Regions from separate parts of the Arabidopsis thaliana genome. Here region 2 is linked to region 1. The links are chromatin contacts, called in public capture Hi-C maps. All regions are on one chromosome and are shown on one strand. The core of a region is the stretch at or near the end of the contact, and the rest is flanking DNA. Distances in the headings are between cores, read along the strand shown.

Region 1 (3,543 bases), core at 431-2,930:
ATCGAAAACTTCTTATCTTGTTTTCTTTTTAAGACATTCTCCATGAAAACAATCGAAAATTCCACTCCGCTTTCAACTTGGAAAATCTCAACTGCAGGATCAAAGGACAAGGCTAACTTGTGAAGGGTCCAAATCGAGCTAGCCATCGTGACAAACGATTCATAGAATGTGCTCAAAGATCTCCAAGAACTCAACACAGCTTCGTTTTCATCCATGTTACTGAATATCGAAGATGCCATGTTCGGATGAATCAGCTCGTGATACTTCTTATCGCAAAATCTAGAGAATGCACAATCTTTATCTCTATCAAGAAGCTCCATCGGATTACTCGATACATGTTGCATCAATTCCCTCAAGGAAGAATCTACAGAACTTCTCTCAGACTCTTCATAATCATTCTCATTTAGATCAAATCCTTCTCCATCAAAACCACGAAACATCCCCAAGCAAACATACGACAACAATGCATACCGGTTATGTCTCTCCTTAGCATAATCTACCTCAGGATGAACAGACTTAGCCACTAAATCCAAATCCCACCCAGCTTTTTCCATCAACTCAATCAGAATCTTAGTGAATTTCTGAGTAGCTTTAAAGGCATCATACAACAGAGACTCAAAAACCCTAACCGATAACAGAACATCCAACGATGAATTTGAAGACAATCTCTTAGACAACTTGGAAGTAGATTTCTGAATCTCACCTAATTTGTTCCTCAGACTCCAAACCTGCAAATCCTTTGCATCCATCTCAGCTTGTAAACGATTTGAGACGGTTTCCAAAGCTCTAAGCTTGCTCTGATTCTCCTGAACACGAGATTCTAAGCAAGACCCAATAGCTAAATCAGACTCAAAATCCAAACTTTGGCGATAATTCCTATAAAACTGCTTCAAATCAGACAATTTCTGGAGGTTAGATACGAGAGCTCTATCAGCAGCCTTGACATTTTCCTCAACAAACGGCGCGTGAGCAGCTTGCAATTGAAGATACGAAGCTTCAAAAGACGAAGCAGTAGCGAAAACAGAAGAAATCAAACTCAATCCCATCTGTGTATCCAATTTCCTAACCTGAGAAAGCTTCTTTTGATTAGGTTTAACAACACTTACCACACCCAAATTCTTCGTCTGAACATCGTTCACCGGAGATTCAATAGGAGATCCCGGAGAAGAAGCACTAAGAAGAGGCTTATCGGGTTTAAGAACGACGACTTTCTGATCGGTGATAAAATCCTCGGAGGAATCGAGAAGAGAGAAACCCTCAGCATCGGTTCTCTCATTATCGTCTTCGGTGAAGAACTCGTAGGTCTTGGTCTTGACGGCCATGGCTAATTTCTGAAACATTTGAGAGAATTGTGGAGGAGCTGCTGTGATTGCCGTTGTTTCCACTTCCCGCATCGCTCAAAATACGCAATCTCGAGAAGAAGAAGAAGAAGAAGAAGAAAACAAAATCCAAATCGAATTGGGAAACGAAAAAGACTTGATTCTGATTGACCAACCTAAGAGTTAATAACAGTCAAAAAAACTTGAGAGAAGGTTTTTGCTTTGAAGGATTTTAATGGTGCTTTGCTTTGGATGCATTTGGAAGAAACGAATGCACACAAAAAAAAAACCTTTACCTTTTCGCTGTATTATTATTTTTTACATTTAGAGTTTTTTTTTTTCCGCTGACTTTTTTTTAGTTTGATGATGATTTGGTTAACGGTAACAAGTGATTAATACCATTTCGTTTAATAATGGTTAGTGACACGACTAAACCGGTTATGCAAATGGTGTAACAGAGACAACATATATTGGCAAAGTAATTATATCATTTCGTTAAGTGAAATTAACTTCTTCTAGTGCGTACACAATTAACGTTTTCACATTTCTTTTTGGGTTGAATTATTGTTTTGTAATTTGCTACTGATTGGACATATAAATTGGTTATAAAATTAAACAGGACCTTACGTCTACGTTACATATTTAACACTCGTATCTATAAATGTGAACGGCACGAAAATTAAGTGTGGCATCCACTTTCAAACATTTCTTTGATCATTTAGACTTGAATACTCTGATAACTAATAGACTAATACTAATAGTAGTAAGAAATATTTTAACCGTCCGGTTAGTCATTATTGTATGATTTGGATATAAGAAAATGAATTTAAGAGTTTTATTGATTTCTTTGTTGTATTAGAATGTGTAAAACTTTTATTAATTGACCCACTAAGACTAATCATGGCTTTGAAGACACCTTTACAAGGACATGTCTTTCGAAACTCATCTCCTAGATTCTTGCTTTATTTCTTCCCTTTTCTTCACGTCTTTGTGATGCTTTTAGCTAACATTTTTAGTGGTTAATTGTTTATAATTAATTATGTCCTATATTCCTTTTCGTGTAATCATAACGCAAATTAAGGGTTGTATCTTTTTCACATATACCACTAGAAAGAAACGATACTTGTGTTTTTTTTCATCTTTCATCTTTTCTATTTTTCTTGTTTAACAAATGTCTTTCGAAACTCATCTCTCAAATTCTTGCTTTAATTCTTTCTTTTTTCTTGACAATACTTTGTGATCCTTTTAACCACTAACAATATTCTAAATTATATCTCGAAGATCAAGATAATTGTACAAAATCTTTAAAAATATATCAAACAAGTTTGATTTTTTTATTTTTATTTTGTCATATTCAAGAGTTGCCGCATAAGCTAAATAGAGAGTCCATGTATTTGTGTGTTAGGTGAGTGGTATAGTCAAAGAAAGTACAAATGGGAGAACAACACATTTGAAAAAAAAAGATTTGATCGACAATCCTGAACAAGCCTCACGGTCGAAAACGCCATAAGACTATCAAAGGTATCTAAAAGATTTAATAGTATCAAGTAACTTTCAAAATTTGCGTTGTCAGCTTAATAAAGACCAGTATCAGTGGTTTGTGTTCAAAACCGATGAGAATAACCAGACTATGTTCGAACTGTTACCATTAAATTTATCAAATATTAATGTCTAGATGTTTTTTTGTACAAACTACTGACAATTTAAACTTCAATGATATTTATTATCACTTTTTTACTTCACCTAATCTATTTAGATATTGTATAATTGCTAAATCATATTTACAATCACCCTGAATTTATTACATTAGATTTACTTTAGTGAAATATTCATATATATAATAATATATTTAAGTTAATTTATATATAGAACAAATTTTAATGTACCTTTTCATTACATTTGATATTTTATGACCATTTGTATCATGAAGTCTCTTATATTATTGGTTAAAAAAAATAAAAAATTAGATTATAGTTTTTGATATAAATAAATAAATCTTAAAATATGTAAGTATCCTATATTTTTTAAGAGAGGAAGTAGTGAATTAGTGATGCACCTTACATTTACCGTGTTCGAGTATATGCTGAAAGTGAAAGGTTTTTAAGTTAATAATTTGTGTAACTTTTTGTAATCTGATCCCGCTAAAAAAAAAATAACATTTTACATTGATACATTTGTTTATTATATCATTCTGTCTAAATTCCACAATGACATATAGAAATAG
Region 2 (3,543 bases), core at 716-3,215, 68 kb before region 1:
CTGAATACAAACCCAAAGGATCGTTAAAGACTAACAAAGACGCTATCTCCACTTTAGCCACTAACGGCGCCGGTAAATACGATTTAACGACGTCAACTTCCGGTGACGAGGTTATTCTCCATACCGGCGTTGGTCCGTCGAGACTCGCCGACACGGTGGTCGATGAGACACCTGTTGTTATATTCACTGTGGATAATGTGCTCCTTCCCGCTGAGCTTTTCGGAAAATCTTCATCGCCGGCGCCGGCACCGGAGCCAGTGAGTGCACCGACACCGACCCCGGCTAAGTCACCGTCTCCTGTGGAAGCACCTTCTCCAACCGCAGCTTCTCCGCCAGCACCACCGGTGGATGAATCTTCACCGGAAGGAGCTCCGTCAGACTCGCCGACAAGTTCAGAGAACAGTAATGCGAAAAACGCGGCGTTTCACGTTAACGCTCCTGCGTTGTTCACCGCATTGGTCACTATTGCCGCCACATCTCTCTTGTTATAAACAAAACCTTAATTACGAAGACTGCCATTGTCTTCCTTCGACGAGTTTTTATTTCTTTGTGATGCTGTTTGTTAAAAACTGGGAATTAGAGTGTTACGGTTTACGTTTAATCTTATTAGTTAATTTAGAATTGGATGATTGTTATTGTTTTGTTTTGGTGTGTTAGTTTGTAGTAGTGTCGAAATATTGAGATCTTCTAATTGACTAGTTTCCATTTTGTGGTTTGTGTTCTCTTGCGTTTTTATTTGTTCTAAATTTCAAATTAATTAATTATGCTAAACAACGTCGTAAGATTAAATGCGTGGATTAATGGACCATTGGAATTTTGCACCCAAAAAAATGGACCGTTGGAACTTGAACCTGTGATATCCCACGTGGAGAGAAAACGAAGAGTGTCTTCTGGTCCACACCGTCCTTTATAACTTTCTTTTCAAAATAGAAAATACAGGTTTCATATAAGCCCATTAACTTATATTCAAAGCCCAAGAGAGCCCACGTTATCAACACAGCCTGTCGTTTTTAGTTTGGTAAGACGACACTCATTTTAGACTGTTTGGACTTCAAAGTACCCCGCCTTTTTCATTGTTTCAAACGGTGTCTAATGTTGGTCAAAAGGAAGAAGACGAAAGATAATGTTGCGTCTGAACCACTCGATGCCAAGCTATTATCTAAACGTCTAGCTGAGCCTAAATCCAAAGGATCACATCAACTAGCTCCTTCCCCGATAACATAGCTTATCGTAACTACAATTTCTGGAGTCCTCACCACTTTTTTCTAATGCTTGGCAACTGAAAAACTAGATTCCTTTAGGTGATTCTCTTTTAATCTTCAAATTTCATGCCTAATCTGTGAAACTAGGAATTGCTGATAATGTTTTTGTGGTTGACAATGTAAGTATAATGCTTAAAGATTTGAATATTTACATATCATAGATAGAGACGCATTATGCATGGGAGTGCTACTCTAGTTAGAGATTCACATATGGTACCATCTTGCAGTAATGAAGGGGCGTGGTGATTTTGATATGGACCACTTGTATGCATCAAAACAAAACTCATCATTGTAGCAACTCCAGAAATTACCCACGAAATCGTTTGCTATTTATGATTCCTTCTTCTGTGTTTTTTATGCCTTAGCTTGTATGAGATGAAGAATAACTTTCATCTTTTTGTTTGTGGTGGACAATGCCTAGTCTAAAAATAGTAAATAATATAGGTAGAGAATCATAACAGCTTTGATCATTTTGAAGCATGATAATAATTCCGGATGTTGACTAGCTCCTACAATTTGCAATTTAGTCTTTATTAGTATAAGTTTTCTTCCCCCTTCTTTATTTCTTTTCTTGTTTGTCTTTCAAATTTGGTTGCATCTCAAAAAAAAATATCAACACAAGAAATGAGTAAGAGTTTTATAGTGGTCCTAGTCCTTAGATCAATTATATTTATTTTTTACTATTCATATCACATGCTTAGATTTCATTTTACATAGGAACAAGATATATGTCTCTTTGGAACCAAGGTTTTTTCCTTAAAATTAGACCCCAATTATGAGGGAAACCTGGTTTGAACACGAGATGCCAAACCGCGAATCCAAGACTTCGACCTTTGAAATGGGTTTGGTATTAAGGTAAAGGAGTTTTCTTTTGAGCCTCTTTTGAAAATAAAAGGTGCTTATGGATTAACTTTTTAAAATCAAATTGTAGTACATGCATAGTTGGTCCAAATTTCATGTGATCTTTCTCTGTAGTTGATTACAACTAAAGTAATCAATTAGTATGAAATTGAATGATTTGGTATGGTCGATTTACGTATGTACCTCTCAAGTGTTTTCTACTAAGTTTGCACTATTAGTACAGTAACTATTCAATCAAGAACAAGAAACAGAGAGTCTGAGAAAGAGAAGAGTCTGTTTTGGTCTTCTTCTTCATCATCTTCGTCCTGAACTCATGCATATCTCTGGCCCCTCTATAATCATGAGTTTCCTTTTGCCATCATTACCTTCAAAAGCCTTGTCTTTCTTCATCACTCTCTATCTCAAAAGAAACAACTACAGCTTTATAGATCGTCTATATAAAGCTTACTCTTCCATTGTGTTTACTCAGTTCGTTTTGTGTGATAAAACCACAAGAAGATGTGTCTGACAACTTCAGAGCCACCATTCCCAGACACTGACACACCAACTATGAGATCTGCTTCGTACCATATCAAACATAAATCTAAGACACAAACCCATCTTCGTATCCTTAATCTCACCAGGTTCAATTTCATCTTCCGCATATATCAAGCGTCCTCAGACATTGACTCTATTTTTGTTTCTGAATTATATAAAACAGTACTTTCTTTTTCATTGTAAGCAGGAGGAGAAGATTACTGAAGGAACAGAAGGAGATGGAGATGAGGAACTTGAAGCTTTTCGTAGAGAATCAAAGCATCATACGAGAGAATGAAGCTTTAAAAAAGAAAGCTCTTCTTCTCCACCATGAAAACAATGCTCTGTTTGCTCTGCTTCACCCAAAATACTCCCCTGTTTCAACCTCCTTGCTTCAGTGATCTTCGTGAACTTTGTTTATTGATTCTTCTCGTCTTCTTCTTTCCTTTTCCAACCTTTAATGGTACTAAAATAAAATCAAACTAATGATTTATGGGTGATTTACTCTTCTATGAAAGCTTTGATTATTCTTTTTCATGTACCAAGTATTAACATACATATCCATGATCACTTTCAACTAAAAAATTTCGTTGCTTAATATGCCGATCCGTGATAGAGATGTTTCCGACGACCCAAACCTCAGACAACCATCATGTCGTTTTATACAACAGAGCAAACACGCAAAGACAAAACACAATCATCCAGAGAGGAGAGGGAGAGAGAGATAGAGTAAGCAAAAGCCATTAGATTCATCACCAAAAGTAACAGACCAAACATTACAACAAGTAGAAGTCTTGATCCATCTGTGAGTTTCTCATCAGCTAAATAACTAACAACTGAACGAAGAAAGTATAAACACAACCAATCTTCAGGGAAGAGACTCTAATATCGACCGATTAAGATG

Evidence for each region. Capture Hi-C pulls out chosen DNA fragments and counts their contacts.
Region 2: a contact with region 1 is called in a capture Hi-C map of seedling, with 2.0 times the contacts expected there. The contact joins the promoter of ZPR2 here to the promoter of AT3G60680 in region 1. A contact is called at or near these places in 3 of 26 Hi-C or Micro-C datasets (callus, root and vegetative nucleus) and 1 of 3 other capture datasets (seedling).

What each region holds. Positions count from the first base shown.
Region 1 is chr3:22,428,097-22,431,639 of TAIR10.1, reverse strand. It overlaps AT3G60680 (DUF641 family protein (DUF641)), which reads right to left and starts at 1,680. Exons shown (of 1, transcript NM_115932.4): 1 at 1-1,680. The coding sequence starts at 1,394.
Region 2 is chr3:22,496,521-22,500,063 of TAIR10.1, reverse strand. ZPR2 (binding protein) reads left to right here and starts at 1,965. Exons shown (of 3, transcript NM_001340061.1): 1 at 1,965-2,117; 2 at 2,593-2,746; 3 at 2,848-3,181. The coding sequence starts at 2,622. The coding sequence ends at 3,040. FLA10 (FASCICLIN-like arabinogalactan-protein 10) reads left to right here. Exons shown (of 1, transcript NM_115954.3): 1 at 1-772. The coding sequence ends at 491. DHDPS1 (dihydrodipicolinate synthase 1) reads right to left here. Exons shown (of 3, transcript NM_180399.3): 3 at 3,367-3,543. The coding sequence ends at 3,522.